Regions from separate parts of the Gossypium hirsutum genome. Here regions 2, 3 and 4 are each linked to region 1. The links are chromatin contacts, called in public Hi-C maps. All regions are on one chromosome and are shown on one strand. Each heading gives the region's core, a stretch centred on a gene start, on an enhancer-like site or on the middle of the called end of the contact. The rest is flanking DNA. Distances are from core to core; before and after follow the strand shown. Region 1 holds the start of LOC107886148 (photosynthetic NDH subunit of subcomplex B 4, chloroplastic). Region 2 holds the start of LOC107886143 (malate dehydrogenase, chloroplastic). Region 3 holds the start of LOC121203592 (transcription factor MYB34). Region 4 holds the start of LOC107897682 (geranylgeranyl diphosphate reductase, chloroplastic).

What was found. Hi-C and Micro-C count contacts between places; a contact is called where the count stands out from the background.
Region 2: a contact with region 1 is called in a Hi-C map of leaf, with 2.3 times the contacts expected there. The contact joins the promoter of LOC107886143 here to the promoter of LOC107886148 in region 1. A contact is called at or near these places in 2 of 34 Hi-C or Micro-C datasets (both in leaf).
Region 3: a Hi-C map of hypocotyl shows a contact between it and region 1, with 5 times the contacts expected there. The contact joins the promoter of LOC121203592 here to the promoter of LOC107886148 in region 1. A contact is called at or near these places in 15 of 34 Hi-C or Micro-C datasets (callus, hypocotyl, leaf and 1 more).
Region 4: a contact with region 1 is called in a Hi-C map of leaf, with 1.7 times the contacts expected there. The contact joins the promoter of LOC107897682 here to the promoter of LOC107886148 in region 1. A contact is called at or near these places in 3 of 34 Hi-C or Micro-C datasets (all in leaf).

The regions. Positions count from the first base shown.
Region 1 is chrA03:18,267,703-18,270,911 of Gossypium_hirsutum_v2.1, forward strand. LOC107886148 (photosynthetic NDH subunit of subcomplex B 4, chloroplastic) reads right to left here and starts at 1,731. Exons shown (of 5, transcript XM_016809991.2): 1 at 1,436-1,731; 2 at 1,180-1,354; 3 at 1,010-1,065; 4 at 831-902. The coding sequence starts at 1,549.
Region 2 is chrA03:18,019,065-18,022,273 of Gossypium_hirsutum_v2.1, forward strand. LOC107886143 (malate dehydrogenase, chloroplastic) reads right to left here and starts at 1,523. Exons shown (of 2, transcript XM_041096753.1): 1 at 1,082-1,523.
Region 3 is chrA03:18,485,530-18,488,738 of Gossypium_hirsutum_v2.1, forward strand. LOC121203592 (transcription factor MYB34) reads left to right here and starts at 1,433. Exons shown (of 3, transcript XM_041096780.1): 1 at 1,433-3,209. It overlaps LOC121219118 (a long non-coding RNA gene), which reads left to right. Exons shown (of 3, transcript XR_005915840.1): 3 at 1-1,099.
Region 4 is chrA03:18,061,226-18,064,434 of Gossypium_hirsutum_v2.1, forward strand. LOC107897682 (geranylgeranyl diphosphate reductase, chloroplastic) reads right to left here and starts at 1,495. Exons shown (of 2, transcript XM_016823212.2): 1 at 641-1,495. The coding sequence starts at 1,327.

The DNA of each region.
Region 1 (3,209 bases), core at 481-2,980:
TGCCAAAAGAGAAAAGCCTAAGAATCAATCACATATTTGGTACTTCAACTTTGGTAAGATTTAGAAATTGGTGTTTCGAGATTGATTTTAGACTAATTTAATGTCAAAGAAATGAATCCGGCGCTTAATTCAATTCAATTGGTGGGTTCATGCATGTACATCCTTCCCTTATTCCCCAACCGAGGCTTCTTTTTTTCCGCAACCAATCAATAATACTATAATTTATCACATCCACAATGTTGTGACTGCAAATATCAAATATTAAAAAGTATATTTATAAATTTATTTTAATAAATAATTAATGGAGTGATAAGAGATATTTATTTAAATTTGTTGAGCTTGTGTTCATTTCACAAACAATATTTTACAGTTATTTCATTTGGAATATTATAAAAGTATCAAGAGACCAAAAAAATCCTTAGAATAACATTTGTTATTTTTTAAAATAATGATAATTTAGTAATTTTACAAATGAGTTGATTGTACCTTATATAGTGTATATATACAATTGATGGAGGTAATAAAATATGGGTATTAAAATGAAAATGTATAAAAGTTATTAAAACAAAGCTTTAGTTAATTGGTTAATTTAAATTTTATCAATACAATTTACAGGGGTTCTAGTTTTATTATATGTATATTTTGATTGGTTTTTTAATTAAAAGATTAAAATACCTTCGAATAATATAATTTATTTTAATTATAGAAAGATATTCTTGTAATTCTTTAATCGAATTAGTTACTGATTTACTCGTGACAACAACTTAGTTAAAATCTTAAATAACAGTATAGATATGATATAGATGAGGAAATTAAGGGATGTAATTAACCTTCTCATAAACCCAATGTCCAGTACCATCACCTCCATCTTTCCTGTATACTTCAGAATCATAGTATGGATCCTATACAATGAATGTTCTAAATCAGATACTTCAAAGCTCAAATCAAAAGAAAGCCACCCATTATATATCAATTATAGCGAACAAAATCAATGGACATATGATTATACCTTGGTGGACCCAAAAAACAAACATCCCCAGCAAGTGAACATAATGTAGAAAGCATCTACAAAGCAAAAAAGGACCAAAGGAAAATTCTTCAGCATTTCATCATATAGCTTCAATACGTAAATCGTTGACCAATTTGAATGAATGAATGAATTGATGGAAAAACACTTACAAACTTTTTTAATGGCTTCATCACTAAGATGCCAAATAGATTTATTGGTTATAATTTCTCTTTGGGCATCAAGTTGTTGAACATGATGAACTAAAACTGCCATTAGAGGCCAATCTGGTAGAGCATTAACTTTAACAAAAGCTCCCCTTCTTTTACTCTTGTTGCCTTCATCAATCTATATGTATATACATCACAAATTTCAAGCTGGTACTGCAGTAACATCCCTGCAAATCAAATCACTCACCAAACTACTTACCTGCTGGCAGCCATTGTTGAAAAGCCTGGTGCTGCTTGAAAATGGGTAGTTGCCGAATTTGGTAGGTTGAAGATAACTACAGTGAATCCATGGTTTTAAAATGGTGAAGCTCATATTTGGCTTGTAGAATGTGGTAGTTCTTTTTTCTTTTTTTTCCTCCAAAAGTTATGGATTTTTGGTACTTTAGTTATGTGAGTGAAGGGTTAAGTAGATAAGGCACTCATTTGCATCCATTCTTACTCGGCCCGGTCGGGTCACGATCCGTTTTAAAAAAAAAAAAAATCATGTCAAATCTCGGCCTGATCCGATTAGTGGGTCACTTTTATTATTAAATTTATTATAAAATAATGGTTTTGAAAAATATATATTTAATCAACAGTAGTGATAAAATATGAGAACAACTCAATTTGTATTATTTTTCTAATATCATATTATATTTTATGTCGTGTTTTAACCTTTGCAATTCTTTCTCAATTACATGCAATCTTAACTAAAACAATAATAGTTCATCATAATCTAATTTTTAGACTTTAACTTAACAATTATCCCACACTAAAATTGAAATACTTTTTTTATCTAAATTTAACTTGAAATTTAATAATTGTCTCACATTAGAACATGGCCTTTTTTCCAAAAATATAAAACATTAATCTAAATTAAAAAATTTCAAACTCAACATAAAAACATTTTGTGAAATTCAAACCCAAAATAATATTAACCCTAATATTTCTTGGAATATTTTCATGTGAACTCAAAGGAAAATCAAAACTGCCAAATGTTTACCTGCTGCAAATCAATCCTAGTTTTTAGGTAGGGACGAAAAATAGGAAAAAAGCAACAAACATATTAAGGTGTAGGTTATCTGTCCAAGACTCCAACCGACCACTTCTTTTGATTAATCTTGTTTTTATTCGATTATTTGTTTGTTGTGTATGTTGGATATTTGATGAAGGAAAGATTGAAACAGAAAGCGATACAATAAAATAGAGAAGTGTTTGGATTATAATTTTTTTATTTTTCATTTCAACATATTAATTTACATAAACATCTACGCTTAAATAAGCTGAATATAATAATAAAATACTACAACTTGATAAATCTTGAAACTTGGAGAGCTTTCAAGCTTGGTGAGCTCGCATATTTGGTGAGCTCGCAGTTTTGATGACCTCGCAGTTCGCACTATTGATAAGCTGGCAAATATGGTGAGCTCACAGTCTTGGTGAGCATGTAGTTGTGTAGGAGCTAGATTCGCCAATGTATGAATAGCTAGAACGACGAAATTTTGCAAGTGTACACAATCACTAACAAGTAATAAAGTGACAAGTAAATGTCGAGTTATCATACCCATAAGGACTGTGAAAGAAAATATTTATGAAATACAACTTTAAGCAATTTGGTGAAAGAAAAATATATTGATTTGAAGAAGTTTTTATAAAACTAAAAATTAACTAAGACAAATAAAAAGTAAAAATGTTCCAATACACGATTTCTGAAAATGAGTTTAATCAATATGACATAAATGTATTAAATCAATTACATTCCTTAACTTAGAATTACTAAGCCCATGTTCATGTTGTTATAAATAATTTCACGACAACTTGGTATTTTGTTAACTAAACCATTTGAATTAAATCTAAGCCATTTTAATTAAATCAAGAACAACAACACAACAAATATTCATGTTCATAATCACAACATAAACGAGAAAAATTAAAGAGAAGAGCAGAACTAGGAAACAAATCTTGGTGTTTCTCCGAAGCCAGACTAGTGTCCT
Region 2 (3,209 bases), core at 273-2,772, 250 kb before region 1:
GATATGAAGTAATATAATCAATAAGCTGCATAACTCACACCCAGAATGCATGTCTCAATTTTTAAAACTAGCAAGAAGCAAATGTCACATACAAACAAATAGTTGCCAAAGAAATAAACATGAATTGTGGTTCCAAGACATGCTTGCATCCAAAAATATAGAAACCATCAAAGCAAGCATCTATTTCTATCTTAATAATAATGAACGAACATTAAAAAGAACTAAAAGCAAAAGGAACCGATAGATCTATCAATCCTTTCAATCATAGCCAGAAAACAATAGCAAGGGACTTATTCTATGAAACCAAACGTATCAATTTTGTATTCATTATACAAAATCCTGGTCAGAAAATTAGCTCCTATAACCGAATAGAAAAATGCCGAGATCCCACTTCTTTCAAAGCACACGTCTAGTCAATAACAAATTACAATTTTATTCAAAAAGGCAAATCAGGTTTCTTCTATTTAAAATTGGACGCCATATCTGGTTAACTTGGTGTGAGTTACCATATTCCTTCCATTAATCACATTCTCAACATTAGTTTCACAAACTTGAAATAAATAATCATGTGAACGGCATCAAATATCCCTTATGGATAATCCCCAAATTGAATGTTGATTTCAGGAATTTCAATATTCAGGAACCCCTTTTCACAAATCATTGAAAATAATAACCGGGTTTATCTTCAAACAATTCCTCCAAAGCATCAAAAGATGAGTTCATCTCTTCTCCCAAACATTTAACTCAAGGCAACATAAGAAAAATCCAGAAACACAATGCCCAACATTTCAAGAGATACCCAACCAGAACACTATGTTTCCAAATTCCAAGCTCGAAAAAATGAAAGAAATGTCAATGAAATAAAGAAACCGATAGTATAGATCTAATCAATATTGCATCTTAGAAGAAAGCAATAAAATGACTATCAGAGACAAGCAAACAGAGCAAACCCAGATAATGGTTCGGATTAATAAACAAAACCCAAATTATATTTGGACAAAGAAACAAACCCCATAGCTTAGAATTCAAGAATTACAACTGGAAATAAAGATCAGAAACTAGTTAAGAAAAGGAAACAAACCTTTGAGATCTGAAATGGGGGGGAGAGAGAGAGATGGAGAGAGAGCACGCTTAACTTAAGGGAAGCAAAGTGATATGTAAGAAAAAAAATAGGCTTTTTAATTCGGCTTTTGGTATTTATAGGAGAAACTGGACCAATAAACTTCGAACAAGGCACCAAAATTTTGGACTTTCACCTACTCTTTCTGGCCTGGAGTTACAATTATATTTTTGAGTGTGTACCGAATACACCGCCGCTACCTGGAAAGAATCTACCAAAAAGTGTTTGATTTTGTTTTAGATTATTTCAAGTTTTTGTTGGCTTGCCAAGAAGAAATTGTGGCCGATGGTTGAATGGATGGTTTCTACTTTCTACAGCTAAGATTTGCTTGCCTTTTCCGACCCTTTTTAATTCCTCTTTCTTTCCTTTTTTCCTTTTTTTTTCTCTTTAATCAAAGTATTTTGTTTTTCCTTTTCACAGAAATGATAAATAAATAATAGAGGTGACGTATTAATGATTTTTTTACTAAATTATAAAAAATTATAAAATGATGATCTAATTATTAATAAATTCTTTTATCACCTAAATATAAAAAATTATAAAATAATTACTTAACTATTTAATTTTATATATTTTTTAGTTTGACTAACATAAAAACAAAAACTCCGATAAACTCAAGATAATTTGAGCAACCAAAAAAAAAACATAATTAGATGACTACTAATTAATTTACCGAAAAAAACTTCTAAAATTTAATGTAAAAATTAAGAATTAATTACACTAAACATCCCTAAATTATGACCCTCATTTTAAATTGATCTCTAAGGTTTAAAACATTCTAATTACATGCTCAACTATCGGTGTTATATCAATCAAGTCATTTCATTATTAATATCGCTAATTTAACCATTAAATAAAACATTAAATCTTATATGACAATTTAAAATAATTTTTTTAAAAAAATAAAATATTGTCTCACAACTTTTAAAATTAAAAACTAAAATAAAATAAAATTGAAGAAAGAGAGAGTGAAGGAAAAAGTTTCTTTAAAAATTTTAAAAATCTCAAATCCAAGATTTTTGCAATATTCATTTTTATTTTAAATTATGACAGATGAGTCTATTTAACGGTTAAAATGACAATTTTAATAACGAAAGGATCTTACTAATATAACATCAATAGTTTAGGAAGTAATTAGGGTGTTTTAAAGTTTAGGGATTAATTTAAAATAAGAATCATAACTTGGGATGTTTGGTATAATTAACTAAAAATTAAAGTATAATTCAGGGAACAATTTACTAATAAAGCATTTTCTTTTTTGCTAGATATTTTGGTTACTTTTTATTTTGTTCATTTTATTCGACAACTTGTAATAATAATTTCTTATGGTTTCCTCTTTTTTATTTATTGAAAACATATAGTAAAACATATTAAATTTGGAGGATTCATCGTAAAAAATAAGTTAATTTTACACATTTACATAATTTTTTTTGTAAAATTAATATTTTAATAATTTAAAAGGTTATTATGTTAATTTGCCACTACTTTAGACGTAATATTTTACTTTCATTGATATGTATGAATTAAAAGTAAATTTACCGCTATGTTTTTACTTTACATTGATTTTTGTCTTTTTACTTTTATTTGATTGAATTTTCTGGCTAAAATTATTTTTTTTTGTTGTGTTTTGCTATTCAATTTCAAAAAATTTGAAGACAAAACTTAATAAAAATATTTTTTATATATTATTTTAATTTTTGACATTAACAAGGTAATTAAAATAATATTAAAATTAATAAAATGGTTATTGTAACAGCTCGATTTTGGGCCTAGTCAGAACAGTGGTTTTGGGACCACAAATCCAAAGTTAGAGAAAGTATTTTATTAATATTTTAGACTTATAATAAAGTTTATATTAGTGCATGGAAAATTTGGTGAAATAATTTTAGCGTTTGCTTGCTTAATTTCGAAAAAGGACTAAATCGCATAAAGTGCAAAAGTCTTAAATTGATAGCTAAAGGTGTTAAATTTTTATGAACCTTAATTGGGGGTCTTTAAAGAGAAAAAAGACCCTTAAATCTTAGCTGGCCGACCATGGGAGATAAAAATGTTGAAAAGTCAATATTAGGTAATTTGATGACATATTATA
Region 3 (3,209 bases), core at 183-2,682, 220 kb after region 1:
TCCCAACGACATTTTTGCTTCACAGAAAGAATCACTATGTCCTAATTTACCGCAAAAAAAAAGCAAAAAAGTGATAAACGTTCATACCTAAAATGAACATATAAGCATTGTCCATTAAACATAAGCCTCTTCTTTCTTTTCAAAGAACGCCGAATGTCAACTTGGACTCTTATACGCATATAGTTACGGTTCTCCTTCCCCAAACTAGAGCCATCATACTCCATGAAGACCCCTATAAAGTTTCGAATTTGTGCTGCCAGGTTCTCAGAATAGAAGCCAATAGGGATATTATTAATTTGAACCCAAAAGGGAGAATAAATAAGAGGGACTTTTAGGGGATCTTCTCCCCACTGCAATTGATATAATAACAATAAATGATTATTGAAAGTCCAAGGAGAACCCTTTAACACCCTTTCCATATCCATAACATGAAAAAACTGAAACAAATACCTTTTTTTCTCCTAAATCTCGAATTTGAACACCCCTTACCGGATGCCACAGATTGCCCATGGTATTTTTCATTGCTTAAAGTGGATTGTACTAGCTGTCAAAAAACAACCCACTAACGTAGATACTCCCATCATCCTTTCTGCAGTTTGCTCAACTTGAAGTTGCAAGATCTCATCTTCCTCCTCATTAATTGTTAATCCAGCAAATTCTACCTCCATATTTTCCTAACAATTTCCTACCAATTACGAATGAGTATACCAAAATACTAATCAGAGAATCAAAAAGCAAATCATGCCGTTTGATTTGAACAAAGACTGAAAGAACAAAAAAACCTAAATTCTGCCAGAGAAAGCAGACAGAGACGTGCTAGGGTAGCAGACTATAGGGAGGAAGGAGAATTTACGTTCTACATATCACAGAATTAAGTATTGGAATAATTAACAAAGGTTGAGGCTTAAAATTCGTAAGTGTCTAAGATTGATTTTTGTTTTTCGTAAAATTCTATCCATATTTATTTTAATTTAAATTTCATCGTTTTTGTATAAAATTATTCTAGTTTAGAAAATTTTATATTAGTGATTCGAATGTAATAATTTTTTATATTGTAGTTGTACTCCTAACAAAATTACTAGTAATATACTTTCTTCGATTTTGGTATTGATAGAATCAGCTGTATCAGGCAATACTAATTATTATGCTTTCATGCCGATTATTGATATAAATTTTTTTATTTTTTAAATTAATTTATTTTTTTATATTTTTATATTTATATTTAAAATATATTAAATATGATTATTAAAATTTCATGGAAAATATGACCATTAAAATAAGTTATTAAACTTAATTAATATAATATTTTTAAACTATTTTTTATTTATATTTAAAAAATTAGATGTTAAATATATATAATTTTGTAAATCGAATTAAATCAATAATTTATATTATATATATCATTAAATTAGACTCTAAAATAAAATCATATTTAATTTAAATTTGGGCAATCCTTGTTTGATTTTTCTAATAACTTAAGCTAAGAGTTTATTTTTAAAAAAATTATAATTGCATTCACACTGTTGAAATAGATATAATTGCAATTAATCAATACAATGAATAACTAGATTAAGAAGCAAAATACATCTAACTTAAATTAAAATAATTCTCAAAGAACTCATTAAAATCTAGAACTTAAAATTGTTACTGTTTCTTTATTACCATTGGTGATGATTTAAGATAAAGAATTATTTTAAGAGTTTGTCTGTTTAGAATGTAATACCTCAATATTCGATCCGATTGTTAGGTTAAGGTATCAAAATATCATATTCTTTGTCAAAGTAATTATAGAAATTTCAGATTGATTTATCTTATTATTTGATTATTGAAGACCGTTTTACTCATTTTAGTAACAATTGAATTTATGAAATAACTATTTATGAGTTAAAGGATCTCATTAAAACATATATGATATTCAATCAAATATAACAAAATTTATAAAAATAACACAATTATTAAAGTTTTACAAATAAGTCCATTGGAGGACTTGCACTTTTAAAGTAGTTTACTCATTTTATGTATATTTCATATTTATTTCTAAATTGTTCCAATTAATTTAATTATTCATAAAATTTTAGCCAATATTCCAAAATCAAATCAATTAACAATTATTCATTTATTATTTTATCAATTCATTTAAACATTCTCACATGTATTAATCATTCCATCACTTATAACCATTTTGTAACATTTTAAATTCATCTACTATTTTTTCCTCCTCATCCTTTATGTATATATATTAGGATATTTAGTTTTTAGCATGACATGTTTATACGTAACATTAACTATAATTCAACTATTTACTTATGTGTTCATATCAAAGTTGTCCACTTGTGTCATAGTCACTAAATTATTTATATCTTGAGCTAAAGATTTCGAAATTAAGATTCGCTTGATGTTTTTGAAACTAGACTCAAATATATTTTTACCATAAAAATTTCAGAATTTTTACTTTATCCAACCAGTAAATTAAATTCTTCAAATTTGCCCCTATTCTGCTACTTGACAGCTTCGACCTTTCTTTACTAAAAATTAATTATCTCTTAGTACGGGGTTTAGATAATGTTTCTATTTTATTCTCTTGAAAATAGAATCATTAATAATTTAAACATATAAATTTAATCCCCTAATAATATATTTAAAATTTTTTATGATTTTCCAAACTCATAATACGAGGACTCGAATCCATTCTGACCTTATCCCACAACAAATAATATATCTCAAAATATAAAATTTCATTTCTTACATTGTTTCTTCCATGCAAAACTAGACTCAATAAGCTTTAGTTTCATATTTGATTCACCCTCTAAATCATTTCCTATTCTTTTTGGTGAATTTTCAAAATAGAGTCTCTACTGCTGTCTAAAACTATTTTTAGTAAATTTCTCTACTTTTCCATGGTTCTTTACATTACTTTCATTTAATCATACATAGTCATTATACCTTTATTTATATTCAATTTAATCACTCATATTTATGTGTAGACAGCATACTCATTCCTTAATATTAATACTTTTTACAACACACATCTTATTATCTCTTACTTGAAAGCTTAGTATTTCAAGTTTCTACATGTCATGCTTCATACATACTTTCTATTTCAAGAATTTAGATTAAAATACACATTTCATACATTTTATTCACAACATATTTAATTCAATTTATTGAATGCAAGTATGGTTTGTATGAAAACTTAACTCTTTTTTTGC
Region 4 (3,209 bases), core at 245-2,744, 210 kb before region 1:
ACATGCTTCCCTGTCGAAGGCAAAGCTTGGTGCACACAATCATGGGTTTGATATTAAAATTAGAATCTCTAGCATCTGCAGCCCCTTCCCCTACTTTCAGATTGTGATCCCAGTCTTTTATATCCAAATAAAAAGGACCAATTAGTGTTCGTCGCTTGACCGGTTAACCCTATAGATTACTTCCTTTCTATAAATTTAGTGCATATATTTAACTCTATAAACTATTGTCTTTCTATAAATTTAGTGGAAAAGAAACACTTCCACAAAAAGGATGAGCCCCACAATGAATATTTTGAGCTAAACCATGCATTGAATAAGAACCTGAGATCTTGTTTAAGGGGACATTGAGCTCTTTACCAACACTCAACCAACAAACATCAAATAATAGTACTACATTAATAAGCATACTTAAGCATCCCAATGGTAAAGAGAAGCCTTTGCTACTGTTAGATTTCAAGTTTAAATCCCCAACTTATATGTGAAAGGGTGTTCAATTATGATCCTAATTTCTACTTATTCATACATGGATTCTCGGGAAAAATAAGCAAATCAACAACAAATAACTCGAAAATGGGTAAAAATATTTGTAAAAGAAAATTGAAATCTGTCTCAGAACAATATATATTACATATGCATGTACCTGAAATGCAATGGCGTAATCATAATCGCCAGCATTAATGGCTTTAGCAACACGAGAGTTAGCGCCATCAGCTCCAATCACAGCATCGACTTCCAAAGTGGCTTTGGCTCCCATAGCTCCTTTCTTCCCATCATACTCGGTGTAATGCAAAACATAGGGTTCTTCCCAATGTTTAGGCATATCCATCTTTAAGAACAGCCCATTTATAACGTTAGCTCCATTCTCCTTAGCTCTGTCTCTCAAGTAAGCGTCCAGTACTTCTCTTCTCACCATCCCAATGTATTCATGTGGTTTCAACGTTTGCCCGATGTCGACGGCAATGTTGGAGGGCGAAATCATCTTCATCTTGGTGACTCGCCGGTCGATGATATCCAAAGGCAAGTCAAATTCACCCACCATGCAAAGCGGGATGGCTCCGCCGCAAGGTTTGCAGTTGTCCAGTTTTCGTTCGATTAGGAACGTTTCTATGCCAGCCTTCGCGAGAGTTTCGGCGGCTGAGCCTCCTGCCGGACCACCCCCTATGATGGCTACCCTGAGGTTGCGGTTGCTTAGTTTTGGAGAAGTTTTGGCGGCTGACACATGGAATTTGACAGCAGGTTTGGAAAGGGTGGTGGTAGTGGAAGTGGGGCTGTGGACGGCGGAGCTATGGCGGAGGCCGTGGAAGGGCTTGAAAGCAATGGAGCTCATTTTTGAGAAATGTCAGAACTGAGGAAATGAAATCTTCAGTGGGAGTGTATTTGTTTTTGTAATAAAAAGGTGGATATGGTTGGGGATATGAGAAGGAAGTGACCGTTGGATTTGGAAAATAGACGGTGGAGATTGGGTTGTGGATATTAAGAGATAGATTTCGAGTTTTGTGCAGAAATTGCAGTTGAGAGTTGAGATTCGATGTATTCTATGGTTAGCTTTGTGCCACGTCATGCACTCTTTTTCTGGTAAATACGTCCGTTACCTTTCTGCATGCACCTCTATTTTAAATATAATATAAAGTGTGAAAATAACATAAGATATTTTTGGTAGGCATTTATCACTCTATTTTTTTCTGGTTCAGATCATAAAATCATTATCTTTTAAATAGGATTTAAAGTTTTATGCTTTTCAATTAATTTTTTTTTAAATTATTTAATTGTTGATTTAATCGAATTTTTAATAAGTTTAACTGTTATGTGTAAATTCATAATCTAATTTATTTAAAATTACTTTTCGAATCAATACCTTAATCGATTTTTGATCCAATCGATATTTAATTCGATTAAAATTTTAAATCACAAATATAATAGTTATAAGATTATATTTGACCACTTAAATTTTTAACGTTGTGTTATCATTTTATCCACAATACATAAAAGGATAGATGATGAATATATCAAATATTAACCTACAATTATATATTGTCAAACAGTTTAAATATATGTGAATCTATTTATTTTATATATTTTTATACATTATAATATATTAATTTTTTAAAATTTAATAAATTGTTTGTATCTTAGTTTTATATTGTTTTTAAAATTATTAAATTTAGATTTAATTAAAGCACTTTTCCAAACTTATTTATTTGATTTTAGTAAATCTTGTAAAATTAAGAAGCCAAACATACGTGGGAAAATTAGGGATATATGTTAAACTTAAAACAAAATTAGGGATTTAGGTCATTTTAATAAAAAAAAATTAGAATAATAAGTCGATTTTGGAAAGAAAAGGCAAAAACGCAACCTATATGACACATTTTCAGGTGACGTGGCATTAGGATAGGACAAAAACGCGTTCTATAAGATGTGCTTTCACCAGAATATGAAAGCCCTCTAAAGGTAGTAAATAATATTTATTTATAAGGAGAAATAGAAGAATCCTAGTTAAATAAAAATAGCACAAATAATGTTTATTTAATAGAAAATACTCTCCTACTCTAACACTTGATAATTTAATCCAACCCAATATTTATTTATTATTTCTCAAAATAAATATTATTTTATTTAATTAATTTCATTAATCAAATTAACTAAATTAGTTTTCCAATTAAATAATTTTCTCAACCTCATTCTAATCCAGTTAAAGTCATTACTACTAACCATGACGGTTTTATCGTAAAAAAATCTATGAGGAAATATATTTAATTTTCATACTTAATGCATGCATTTATAAGAACTAATTAATTTAATTCTATTTTCAAAATTCAATTATAATTTAAAAATTTTAAATTAATTCTCAAGTCGTTTTTACACTTAGTAAGAAAACGCATTCATTTGTGAATGTGACCAATTTATCTAAATTCATCATTTTCATTAATTTATATTCATTTGGTTCTACATGCAATTTATTTATGGTTTCAACGAACTAGCAAAGGGACTAATTGAACATATGTAATTAGGGTTCAAATAATTTATAATTAAGTTTCAGCTTTTTTCCTATTAATTATAAATTAATACAAGTTGTCTTTTCACATTACGATCCGACCATGTAATTTTGCTTAGTATTAATTAAACATTAAATAAGCATTATATACAAAGAGTATTAATGTAATAAATGAATATTTTTATTAAATCTATTTCACAACCATCAATGAAAA